Linked DNA regions of Mus musculus: regions 1, 3 and 4 are each linked to region 2. A link is a contact called in public HiChIP or PLAC-seq data. All regions are on one chromosome and are shown on one strand. The core of a region is the stretch at or near the end of the contact, and the rest is flanking DNA. Distances in the headings are between cores, read along the strand shown.

The links. HiChIP or PLAC-seq counts read pairs in DNA pulled down with a chosen protein or histone mark.
Region 1: an H3K27ac HiChIP or PLAC-seq map of microglia shows a contact between it and region 2, with 5 times the contacts expected there. The contact joins two enhancer-like sites.
Region 3: a contact with region 2 is called in a Foxp3 HiChIP or PLAC-seq map of regulatory T cells, with 5 times the contacts expected there. The contact joins two enhancer-like sites. A contact is called at or near these places in 1 of 484 Hi-C or Micro-C datasets (CD4 T cells) and 1 of 115 datasets of contacts at active chromatin or transcription factors (regulatory T cells).
Region 4: a contact with region 2 is called in an H3K27ac HiChIP or PLAC-seq map of microglia, with 5 times the contacts expected there. The contact joins two enhancer-like sites. A contact is called at or near these places in 5 of 484 Hi-C or Micro-C datasets (CD4 T cells, CD8 T cells, group 2 innate lymphoid cells and 1 more), 5 of 115 datasets of contacts at active chromatin or transcription factors (Th17 cells, memory CD8 T cells, microglia and 2 more) and 1 of 9 other capture datasets (macrophages).

Annotation. Positions count from the first base shown.
Region 1 is chr10:20,038,464-20,041,664 of GRCm38.p6, forward strand. All of the region lies in intron 7 of Map3k5 (mitogen-activated protein kinase kinase kinase 5), which reads left to right. Among named protein-coding and RNA genes, the nearest start is that of Map3k5, 110 kb to the left of the region's middle. Within about 2 kb of position 1,853, at least 43 of the 459 cell types and tissues checked have an H3K27ac peak or open chromatin away from gene starts, as enhancers often do. A contact at or near this core is called in microglia, where this site is marked.
Region 2 is chr10:19,569,050-19,571,978 of GRCm38.p6, forward strand. No RefSeq gene overlaps it. Among named protein-coding and RNA genes, the nearest start is that of Ifngr1, 21 kb to the right of the region's middle. Within about 2 kb of position 1,367, at least 109 of the 459 cell types and tissues checked have an H3K27ac peak or open chromatin away from gene starts, as enhancers often do. A contact at or near this core is called in CD8 T cells, Th17 cells, memory CD8 T cells and 2 more, where this site is marked.
Region 3 is chr10:19,115,355-19,118,707 of GRCm38.p6, forward strand. No RefSeq gene overlaps it. Among named protein-coding and RNA genes, the nearest start is that of Gm20139, 25 kb to the right of the region's middle. Within about 2 kb of position 1,922, at least 54 of the 459 cell types and tissues checked have an H3K27ac peak or open chromatin away from gene starts, as enhancers often do. A contact at or near this core is called in regulatory T cells, where this site is marked.
Region 4 is chr10:19,067,041-19,070,053 of GRCm38.p6, forward strand. It overlaps Gm51814 (predicted gene, 51814), which reads left to right. Exons shown (of 4, transcript NR_168594.1): 4 at 2,166-2,319. Among named protein-coding and RNA genes, the nearest start is that of Gm51814, 5.8 kb to the left of the region's middle. Within about 2 kb of position 1,556, at least 55 of the 459 cell types and tissues checked have an H3K27ac peak or open chromatin away from gene starts, as enhancers often do. A contact at or near this core is called in CD8 T cells, Th17 cells, memory CD8 T cells and 1 more, where this site is marked.

The DNA of each region.
Region 1 (3,201 bases), core at 603-3,102, 470 kb after region 2:
GGTGCAAGGTCTACTCGGGGCATCCTCTTACTGTCCTATGGACACTTTCCTTTAGCTTTCCGTATTATGATAGATTATTAAAATAGTCTTTGGGTTTTGAATCTGATGAGACACAGGGGATAGGGTTGGAAGGAAGAGTATGTGGGTTCATTCCAACACTGAATGAAGCATCAAAAAAAGAAAAGAACAGTTGTTAAACATGCTGTTCATGGTCATTGGTTTAGTTATTTTGTTCTTTGACGCTCTTGAGGTTGGCTGGAATATTGTCACTACCTTCATCCCTTGGTATCCATGGGGAGTTAGTTATAAGACACCCAAGGATCAAAACCCATGGGAGCTCAAATCTTTAGATGAAATGGCATGGTACTTGAATCTAACCCATGCAACAGTGCTTGCATATACCCAACTTGTTTACACTTCCTATAGTGCCTCATACATGTAAATTCTGTGTTCAGAACCGTTATATGGTATTGTGTAGAGAATAATGACAAGACAATATCTGTACTAATTCAGTATACACATAATATTTTCTTAAAAATTTTCAACCTATCATGTGTTGAATAATGTGACAGGGAACCCACAGATATGGAAGCCCAGTTGTATGTTGATACTGAATTAGGTTGAGATTGCAGAATTGTGTATGTGTGTGTACCCTGATTCATGTATATGCACGTCAAAGTCAGGACAACTGCGGGTGTCATTCTTCAGATGCCATTACTTTCTGTTTCTCTCCATCTCTCTCTTCTTCCTCCCTCCCTCCCTTCCTCCCTCCTTCCTCTTCCCTTCCTAGCTCCCTTTCTTCCTTTCCTCCCCCCTCCCCCTTCCCCTCCTCTCCCCTGGGGCTGGTTTCTTTGTGTTGTTTGTTTTGACAGTCATGGTACAAAATATACTTTAAAAGAAACTTACCCTGGTAACCCCGTTTGAGAGTACAGTTCAGCAGCATTGAGTGCACTGATGTGTGTGTCTGTCTGTCTGTCATTACCTCCCATGCACAGGCCTCTCTCCATCCTATAGCCCTGAAGTTCTGTACCCATTAAATAATTCGCCTTCCTCTCTTAGCCCCTGGGAATCACAATTCTACTCCTTGTTTTTGTGAATCTACTGGAGGCACCTCATATATGCTTTGTGATTATTTTAACTGACTACCATGGTATTTCCAGAGTTTATGGATATGGTAGCCTGTGTCAGCATCACTTTCCTTTAAAGGCTGACTACTAGTTCTTCGTGTGTGTATATATACCACATTTTGTTCATTCTTGCATCCACCCACAAACATATTGGCTCTTCCGTCTTTCGCACCTTATAAAAAGAATTGCTATGCATATCAGCCTACAGGGATCTCTTTGGAGATCTCAATTTCAGTTTCCTTTTTTTTTTTTTTTTAACACTCAGAAGACATTTGTGGTTCTGACAAAAAAAAAGTTTCTGGTGATGTATCATGATATATCAAATTTAAAAGCAGATCAGAAAACAGCGTGGATTTTCTCTTTTCAGGAAAAAAAGATTTTGTAGAAATGGATGTGATAAATAGTGTTTGGGACTTTTGCAATTCTTGCTTTGATGATGATGATAATGATGATGATGATGGTTAGCGAGTGTATAAGTGGTTGGGATTAGACAGCAGGCTGTCCTTGGTCCCCAGATCACGTTAGCGAGTGACTGCACACACTGCTGTGCTTTGTCTTTGAACATTTCATGAGTGATAATTTCAGGAGTCTGTAGAGGCACTAAGGAGCATGAAATTCTGATTTAATCACCGATGTTTCACTGGGAGAAGCACAGCTGTTAGGACACAAACAAAGGGGAGTGACCACTAAATGGACCTTGAGTCCGGTTCCTCCCAGCTGGAGAGCAGACTGTCTTCCGCCAGGATGAGAGTGTGCACGCAGTATTATGAAAACACCACCCACTTGGCCACCAAGGCCTCGCTCCTTCAGTGTCAGCCAGAAAACGGTGCTAGTTAGAGGAAGTTCTTGAACAAAATCTGTTACTTTGGAAGTGTGAGTGAGAGGTGATTTGTTTGAAATGTAATCCTGATATAACTGCATTTAGATGCAAAATATCATTTCTCAAATGTAATAATGAGTTGAATGTAGTATACCCTAATAGCTCCCTTTCAACAAATACTTAGTGCTGGGACAAAAATGAAGGAATGTAAGCAACATCATGCTATTATTTAAATATGATTAGAATTTTCTTAATACATGGATGTTCAGTTCTTTTGCTAAGGTTATTCTTCCAAATGAAGTTGTCTTGATTTTTTTTTTCTATTTCGGTGATACAGTGTAACTAAGAGCACCTTAAAGGAGCAAGGGGTCTGTTATCAAGAAAGCCATGTTAGGAAGTCTAGGGGAAACCCGAGGCAGGAACTGAATGAAACAGAAACCACCAGAGAAACGCTGCTTGCTGGCTTGTTGCCTTGACTCCTTCAGCTGGCTTCCTTGCACAGCCTAGGACTACCTGCCTAGGGATAGTGTTCCCCACAATGGGTTGGGTCCTCCTGCATCAATTAGCCACTACTCAAAAGCCTCATGGACACGCCCACAGGCCAGTCAGGTCTAGGCTATTCTATCCTTATAGTGAGGTTCCCTCTTCCTAGGTAAGTAAGTTTGTGACAAGCTGACAACTGAATCTATGGGAGAAGTTCCCTCTACATTAACATCACTCTTGGCTTGTTGTTTTAGTTCTTTCTTAATAATTTGGCAACACTAACCACTAGATTTCTTTACATAAAGGTATGTTCATTTATCCTTCTGCAAGTTAGACTGTAAAGACTTTAACGATGTAAAACAACTTCTTTGGTATAATTTATGGACATATTTTAGTACTATTGCTGTATCAACTTTTTCTTAAATATTAGTTTTTAGCCTAATAAAGCTGATTAAATATATCTGGTGAAAAACTCCATTTTCTGAGAACATATTAATATCAGTAGAAGATACAAACTTTATTCTCTGCTTTTATTCCTCCTTTCTTTTATGTTTTCCTGTCCAACTCCCCTCTCTTTTATTATGTGAAACATAAGAGGCAAGGGAGACGGCCCTAAATATAGAGCGCCTGCCACATAAGCAGAGGGCCTGAGTTCAGATTCTCATGACCCTCCTGAAAAGCAGACGCATGGGCAGATGGCAGGTAAGCCTAGGGGCTGGGAGTTCATTCAGTGAGATGTGGCATGAAGTCAGTTAGAGACACCTGACATTG
Region 2 (2,929 bases), core at 117-2,616:
AGTGTGAGGAAGATGGGGAGTGGTCAGTCAGGATTATTCATCTTTTAAAAATGAATAATTACGTTCACTTATGACAAAAACATGTTTCTATATTTCATAACTAACTAAAATTTGCTTGAAGTCAAGCATTCCAGTCTTCTTTCCAAGAAAAAAGGGGGCCAAATTAGATATTTTTTGAAGAGATACAACAGTATTTAATTACCTTTTTTTTTTTTTTTTTTTTTTTTTAGTAAAGGGCTTAATTTGTTCTATCACCGCAGGCCACTTAATTAAAATAGAGCAAGAAAATAAATAAAAGTTCACTATTTAATACAAGCTAGCTTCCCAGAATCTCATGCAGGACAATAGTGTTGATCATCGAATGGCTGGCTGCAAAATGCTTAGTGAACCTGTGCCCAAAAAAGAATTAAGATACAGCCCTGACTCATCTAGGTGTTCCCACTGCTGAGAAGAGGAGCGGCTTTTCCTCCTGTGAGAGGTGAGGACACCTCTTACAACTCTTCCTCGAAGTGGGTGGAGGTGGAGAAGGGGAAATGAAAATGAGCAAGCAGAAAAGGTGGGAAGGATGATGGGTTTGTCCAGTTCAATCCTGTCCTGGGTGTCCACTGGAAAGGATTCCCCAAAACACAAATTCGAGGCCTGAGACTAGCTCCAGGCAGAAGCAGTCGCTGAATGAAGACCGTAGTAAATAAAGCAAACTATAATGTTGAGAAGCAAAGAGACAAAAGTATTACAATGAATTTTATTATACTTATGAGGTACGATATGATGTTTTATTGTATTGTGTGGCGGCAAGAGGTCATGTGTGTGTGTGTGTGTGTGTGTGTGTGTGTGTGTGTGTGTGTGTGTGTGTAAGGAAGAGATCATATGTGTGCACATGTGCAGAGGTGAGAGGGCAATGTCAGCTGTTTCTCTCAGTTGCTTCCTCACCTTATTTTTGGACAGAGCCTCTCTCTGAACACGGAGCTCAGAAATCAGCTAGAGGAGCTGACCAATGAGCCTCAGGAATCTTGCCTCGGGCTCCACAGCATCGCAGGCTTTCTACCTGGGAATCCAAACTCAGCTCCTCATGTTTGTGCAGCAAGCAATTAACGGACTAGTCCAGGCCCCAATGTGATGCTTGGTTCATGTGTATGCTGAGTAGTGATCAACTCTAGGTAACTGTCATACTCATCTTTAATGGAAATCGTTACAATAGAAGAAACATGAGAAATGGAAATGCAGAGTAGGTAGAATGTGTCTAAAGGGAGCACAGAGAAGCTTGTGTCTGTTTTCCCTTCTCCTTCACTTTGTTTTTGCAGTCAAGAAACCACCTCCTCCTGAAAGTCCCCAGACAAAAATATTTGCTTCCTCAATCTTGAAGCAGTGACTCATCTATTCTTCATAGCTGGCCACTTTCCTCTTCCCACAATGCAAGCGCTTCTACGATGGACCAGAGACTTTAAAAGACAAGCTTTGGCTCAGGGGTCTAAGCCCAGGGAATTTTTATCTGGTGAAAATGAGCCGGAAGTATGTGAGAACAAGAAATGTCTGAGTCACATGTGGCCAATCGTGAACCAGCTAGGACAGGACACCTGGTTGGGAGTGTGGGAAGGACCCTCTTTGAGTTGGCCAGCTTGTCTAAGCCAGCACTCCTAAATGACAATCCACATTGGTGCAAACTACAGTTTAACATTGTAGGAACTATAAACTGCTTGTAGGAGCTTCCCACACAGCTAAGCAAATTGTAATACACACTCTTAACTCTTGCTACATCAGAAACAAACACAGACATGGCCCAAGCCTCAGGGCAGCTGCAGGACAAAACATTATGAGAAATGCAACTGTCTTGTTCTAAAGTGTGACCCTCCCTTTGCTGTTAAACTGTTGAAAATAGTGCACCCAAAGAAACGGAAATGTCAGTGTCCTTAGGAAATCTCATTAGGAGAAGGAAGGGGTTTTTTGGCAGCCAGAGGAGGAACTTGTTTCCCTAAAAGAGATGTTGACAGACAGTTCTGACTTCTTATCAGACCACCTTACAGGGAAGACTGGAGTTGAAACTATGTTGGGTGGGATACAGACCAGAACTGCTTAGCTGTTTATATCTCTTGTCCTGTTTGGACCAAACCTCATGTCAGGACCCTGAAGATGAATTTGGGGAATCACAGGACCTCTTTTTCCTCATTCCCAATTTGGCCACAATGGATCGATCTGTTTTCTCTGTTTTTTACTTTGTTTCTTCAATTGGCTTATTGTGATGCTGTAGCTGAGCGTGGCTTTTGAGGGCTGCCCGAGGCCAGACTCAACAGCAGTATTAGAAATGGGTCCTGGACCAAAGCCTCATGCTGAGTACATTTCTAGGTTTAATATGCTTGGGAAAGGTACCTTTCTTATGAAGCATAAACACAAATAAAAGCCATATACACACCCTTTAACTATGTGGATGCAAACAGACAAACAGTGGGATAACTTTCTTTCCTTAGTAGTCCACAGCGTTGGTCATTGTTATGGTAAATATTAAAAAGTTGCTCTATGCTCCCAGTGGGTGTGCGCATGGCTCTGCACCCACCCAAGAGCTCTGGATTCATGAATGAAAGACACAGCACATGCTACCTTTATATTTAATATGCCTTACTAGCTCAATGACTGGGCACTTCCAAACCTCCCCATGGCTAACACACAATCTCCTCCGGTATTCCTGAGTTAATAATTTTCTAAATATAAATTTATCTTTGCTGCCCTGCTTTCTTCTGGGCAGCCCTCCCATGGGGCCACTTTCCCCTTGCACCTACATTTTGGCCGCTTCACTCTCCTGCTCCTTCATGGTGGTGTCTGTGTTAGGCCCTCTCATGGTGACTCCCTTCTTCCCTACATTCCTTGTCCTGGAAATCTAAAACTCCTGCCTCTGTCTCCCTGCCCAGCCATTGGTCATTGGCAACTTTATTTCCCA
Region 3 (3,353 bases), core at 672-3,171, 450 kb before region 2:
TACTCTGTGTCTCCTTGAAGTCTCACACCTTGTCCACTCTGCTCCTTTGTGTCTGCTGGGTCTCTCCAGAACCATGGTTCTCAACAAGTGGGTCGCATCCCTCGAGGGGGCATCAGATGACCCTTTCACAAGGGTCACATATTAGATATCCTGCATATCAGACAGTTACGTATAATTCATAACAGTAGTAATATTACAGTTATAAAGCAGCAATGAAGTGATGTTATGGTTGGGGGGTGGGGTCATCCCAACATAAGAAACTATATTAAAGGGTTACAGCATTAGGAAGTTTGAGAACCACTGCCTTAGAAGAAGGTACTTCAAAGGCTGGGGACAAATGCATCCATATTTCTGTTCCCAGAAATCAGCACAGTGCCTGGCAGATAGCAGGCACTCACTTAATGGCAGATGGATGCATGGATAAAAACATTCCAGTACTCATGGCCAAACCACAAGGGAGAAAGACCAGTGGTGTGACTGAGAAGGACAAGTGTCCTTCCTCCCACTGAAGCTGGTCGCTAGTTGCTGGGCTTGCAAGGCTTGCTTTACAGCCTCTGCCCCAGTAAAAGTGAATTGCTACACTTTTCATTATTCTGTTGTCCATCAGCACCAGGCTGGGTAGAGGCAGAGAACAGAGCTCTGGGAAAGAAGCACTGAGGGGAACAGGCCCAGCTGAACTCTCTCCCCTAGGAAAGGCTCCTCCCCTAGGCGTGTCAGTGGGAGGCTTTTTACAGAAGAAAAAGACAATGTGAGGAAACTGACCCTTTTGGTGAGGGAGTGCGAAACATCAGCAGCCTCTGAACAATGCACTCACAAGAATTTTACATTTCGACTCCATGCTCACTTTAACGGTCTGCTGCCGTATCCTGAAATTTTTCATAATCGCCGGTCCCCGAACTTTGCATTTTCATTTTGGCTTAGGCGTCGTCACAAGTTTTGGCTGATCTGGTTGATAGACATGACAACAGAATCAAAGAGGCCTAGGAAGAGTCAGTCTTCATCCTTGACTTTGCAAAAGGCCCTATGGTCAAGCCAGGGAGGTAACATGCTAGAGGGCAGACAGCAGGGAACCTCAGAGTGTGCCGTGATTTCTCATGTGTATTCATTACAGTTTGGCCTCTGGGACATTGGGGGGCAATGTCTTTGGGCCCCTCACCAACAGCTACAACCTCTTTTCCTTCTATGTCTTATCAGCACAACCACATGGGTTGTACCACTGATGGCCATGTGTCCTTTCTCTGAAGCTGGTGACCATGAGTTGACTGTCTTTCACTGGTGTGTCATGTCTTTGGCCTTAGTAATACTTCAGGAAATAACCAGAAGATAGAGATATTCAGAGATCAGGAAATAACCAGAAGATAGAGATATTCAGAGATATACCATAAACAAAGAAGACAAAAAAGCATGAAGATGTTACACAGAGGCAAAAAATTATTCATGACATTTATAAAGTTGAAAAGTTTAGGTAAAAAAAACAATAAAAATGCAGTCTACTGGGAAGCAGCCCCAGCCATGAGTAGCCTATCAAAGAGTTACTACCAAGAACTACTGTCTCGGGTGACACAGTCTGGGCATGGCCCCCATCGTTTTTGCATGGTTTGAAACAAAAGATGACAATCTGATTTACCTGATGCATTTCCTCTATACATTCATCATTAGCAATGTCACCTTCCTTCCCAGAGAAGAGTCCTTGTATAACTAGGCAAATGTTTCTGCTTTGACTGGGTACATTAAGTTTTCAACAGGAACTGAGTAGTGACTGAACTCTGCTCCCGCCCCATCAGAGTCTGAAAACGTGACAAGCACAGCCCAAAGGGAAGTTCCCCTCTTGTCATTTTTTTGTCAACATCTCTATAAGTGTTTCATAGTTTTGGCTCTGTGATAGACTTCAAACAAATCCAAAGATACTCCTTGTCCTCAGGCAAGTAGTATAACATCAAAAACACGACAGAGAGCACATGCGTATTTCTTCCGTGCTGAGTGGAAGGCAGTAATCTGTGGACGTACAATGCTTGCTAGTGGTAAGGCAGGTGTTTACCATGCTACAAGCATGACACAGAAACCATCAGAAGGGCTTTTCATTTTAATTTGAAACATCTGAACAGAGGCACGGCTATTGCTAATCCTCAAATTAAACAACAGGCTTTTTCCAGAGTTGCATACCAAACTGGCCGAGTTGCCAAGGGAACTCCCACCCTTTGCTCATGTGCGTCTAAGCCAGAACCTTGCAAACAGATGCTCATTTCATCCTTATTAAACATTCCTCATTGCAAGCATTGGGTAAATATTTGTTCAGTGATAAGAACCATGAATGGAAAACCTGTGTTTCCAAACACACAGCTCATCTGCGTTTGTTGGTTGTTTGTTTGGTTGGTTTGGTTTTGGTTTTTTTGTTTGTTTGTTTGTTTTTTGTTTGTTTTGTTTTTTGATTTTTTTGGTTTTGTTTTTGTTTTTCGAGACAGGGTTTCTCTGTATAGCCCTGGCTGTCCCGGAACTCACTTTGTAGACCAGGCTGGCCTCGAACTCAGAAATCTGCCTGCCTTTGCCTCCCGAGTGCTGGGATTAAAGGCGTGCTCCACCACGCCCGGCTTCCATCTGCGTCTTTTAAATGCTGTGAAAATGGTTGAGAAGGCGTCTTTTATCCCGGCTGGAATTATAGTTTAAAGGTGAGGTGAGAAGAGATCTCTTGTTAATCCCTCTTTTCCCAGGATCCTCTGTTTCACTCCTCATATGCAGGACCCCTCTCTCTGGACACAGGATGCTGCATGGCTTCTTCATGCACTGATTAGGGCAGATGCATCTTCAGTTTCTCAGGTTTTGATTTTATTTATTTTTTTCAATTATATTTTTTCAAGGATTACATCTCATTATGCTACTTGTGAACACAGTGTTTTAGCAGATGCCCATCTCACTCATCTGTCCCACCTTTTGGGCCCTTTATTCATTAAAACCTCCCCCCGTCTAGTCTCCTTTTGGCTTTCATGTCACTTGTGGCTTTTCCCAACTTCTCTACCTCATCTTCTTTTTTTCTCTCTTGCTCTCCTTTCCAGTTTTTTTGTTTTGTTCTGCTCGTTGCTTTACCCACCTTTACACCCATTTTTATATGTCTGTGTCACATATTACAAAAAAAAAAAAAAGATCTATATAAGAGAGATAACATGTCATTTATGTCTTCCTGAATTTAGGTCACTTTTCTTAATATTAAACTTTGCAGATCTATCCATTTTCTTACAAACGTCCCAATTCCATTTTTGTTTACATCCAAATAGTATTCTATCGTGACTATGTACTATATTTTTCTTAGGTAGGTAACTGGAGACATAGGCCTTTAGAAGCTGCAATATTTCCTCTTT
Region 4 (3,013 bases), core at 306-2,805, 500 kb before region 2:
CTCCTAAGTCATACTTCCTTTGCAGTTCCTAGCTGCCTCTTACTCTTTATCTTGTTAGTCAATATGGTAGAAGGGACATAGGGACTTTATCTTACATTCCAAACAAATAGCTTGAGACTAACTCCATTACAGCCACGATAGCATGAGGTACGTAATGTACTGATGGCTTACGATAACTGAGATACAATCACATGGAGCCCTGAACAGGAAAGAGAAACATAGAAAATACATGTTTACTTCACTCGTCGAGAACCAAGAGGAAGGTTGATGGTGATAAGCAACAAGAATCTCTTCCATTCTATCTTTATTTCAAGCAGTTAGGCACAAATATGGGTTATGCTCATTGGGCAAATATGAGATCTCCTAAGGATCAGAGAAGTCATCTCTTAAAAAGATTCAGGAAACCAACAGTATGCTGACCTCAAAGAAACTGGTGTCACTCTGCTTGTTCTGTTGGGGTGATTTTCTGGGGAGTTAAAAAACTAAGCAGCCATTCACTTCTTAGTTCTTTCTCTGTACAGAACACACCAGACATTGATACTTCTGTGTCTCTGGAGGCTTATTTCAAGTCCCAGAAACAAGCCCAGTGTCCTTAAGCTGTGGAATGGGGTGCCTCCCCTGCCCTTCCTCAGCCCTGTATTGCTCTTACTAACCTAGAAACAACCCCAATCGAATCCTCATTGGATTTGTAGCACAATGTCAGGGACAGCCTACATAAGAGGTAGGAGGTGATACTGTTTCCTAGGTTATACACTAAATAGCCAGAACACCAGCAAGTATCATTCCCTCTGCAGAACTGAGTGGGTAGCAACAGGAGTATAAAAATAAATTGTAAAAGACCTGTTCCCACTGCTCCTCAATCTTGTGCTTAGAGGCAACTACTATTAAAATGAGCCCGTTGGCTTCCAGTCACTCTTTCTATGTAAACACACGTGTACATGTTCTTGGTCTTTCTCACACACTTTGGAATTATTTTAAAGGACTATATTGTGAACATTATTCTCTGAGTCAAGGATTATCTTTCCTCCTTTTCCTGTCAGAGGCATATTGTACTTTAACACAGTATCTTTTTGCTGATAGAAGCCTCTTGGTTGTTGGGTGCTCTTACATGTATATCCATCTATATGTTTCAAAGTATATCTGAAAACTAAGTCCTACCATTTGTAATTGCTGGACCAAACTATATGCCTTGAAATTTTCAAACACTTGGTTCTGATTGCACTTCCACTCCTAAGGGTTGGTGTGAATATTTCCTAACTCTTTGGAGTTGAGTTAAAAAGACATGATTGTTAAATCTCCTTTTAGCATTCACAGATCCCAATTCTAAGATTCTCATCTCTTCTGCACGGTGGCTTCTTGAGGCTAATTTTTATTTTAGATTATTGAAATGAGCTCTCTATTTAGTAGTGAGTCAGAAAGAGAATGTCTGAAAATGAAAAGGAAAGTGCAACTGAAAACGATCACACACTTCCTGTAACTATCAAGAGGGGTAGTGGGTCATGCCAGTAATACCACTGCAATCCCAGTACTCAGAAGCGAGAGGTTCGGGATGGACTGATTTCACATCATAAAAAAAAGAGTGAAAGTGAAAGTTGGACTGAACAGGGTCAGTGAGCACAGGTGTTTGATCTGAAAGTGTAAGTTGCTATGGAGACACAGGAATTCTCTGTAATGAATGGGGGGGGTACATTAACCCCACCCGTAACCTTTGAATCAGTTTGTGTTATCAGCTGTTTGAGTCAGAGAAGAAAGATGGCTCAACCTGCCCAATCCTTAGCTGGAGATCCTACCAGGAAAATTCAGGGTGCTGCGGAAGTTTGTAGGTGAACAGCGTGGTGGGTTTCTCCCTTTGAGTGAAGGTTGAAGTCTAGTATTTACCTTGTTCGTAGTCTAGTTCTGGGAGCTAGTTCTCTGGAGTTATACCCAATGTATAAGAAATTGCTCTCACCTTGTTGTTTTGGGAAAGTCTTGCTAGATATTTCTGATTGGTCTGATAATATGTACCCCAAAGTTAAACTTGCAACAATCCTCCTGCCTCAGTGTTGAAGTTACTGGTTTATTTCATTTTGCCTAGGTTAGTTGGTTCTGATTTAATTGAAAGTTTCATGTGCATTTTCTTTTAAATTCAGCTGATGGTGTTGATATTTCTTTCTTTCTATGAATAGCTGATTCAGCCCTAAAGACACCACCGAATTCTATCAGAAATTCAGAAATGATTAAGATGTGGAGCCTTCCTAAGTGAAAGTCAGCAGACTATCTTAGAAAAGTTCATACAAGACAATTGCTGTAACTTCGCCTTAATAAAATGTTTGAACTTTTCTATTTAATTTAATGATATTTATGGAGCCTCACCCTCTGTTCCCAAAATATCTTAACTTTTATGAAATGAGAACTTGAAGAGGCTGTGTATGCCACAAAGTCTTGGGTAAGGAATATAAAAGTAGAAATGTTTTATTCAAACAGTATAGATAAAAACACTATAAACACACATCAAAATTTCTTCACTACAGAACTGGGTGTGGTGGTCATTTCTGAAATCTCAGCATTGGAAGACTGAGGTAGGCCTATCACTGAAATTTCATGGCCAGCCAGAGTGAGACTCTGTTGGAAAAAAAATGTTTTTTTCCTTCAAAATAAGACACTGAGAATAGCATCAGGGAAACTACGATGCTGTGCACATCCTTTCCTTTTGAGGTTGAAGGGTCTGAGCGAAAGTCCTGATTGCCACACTTCTTTCTCCAACATCAACTTGTAATATTGCCCAATTCAAACATATTACAATAAAGGAGTAATAATGCATCTTATTTTGTTACTATAAATTTTGCTGTTAATATAGTGATGTATTATATTTTATTATTATTATCTTCTAAAAGCCCATTCTTTTCTAAGGAGGGACAGAAAGGGAGTGGGTTCAGTGGGAGGGGAGGTGGGGAAGAGCTTGGAGGAGGAGAGTAAGGGGAAATCATAACCATGAGCTATTATGTGAGAAAAAAAATCTATTTTCAGTAAAAGA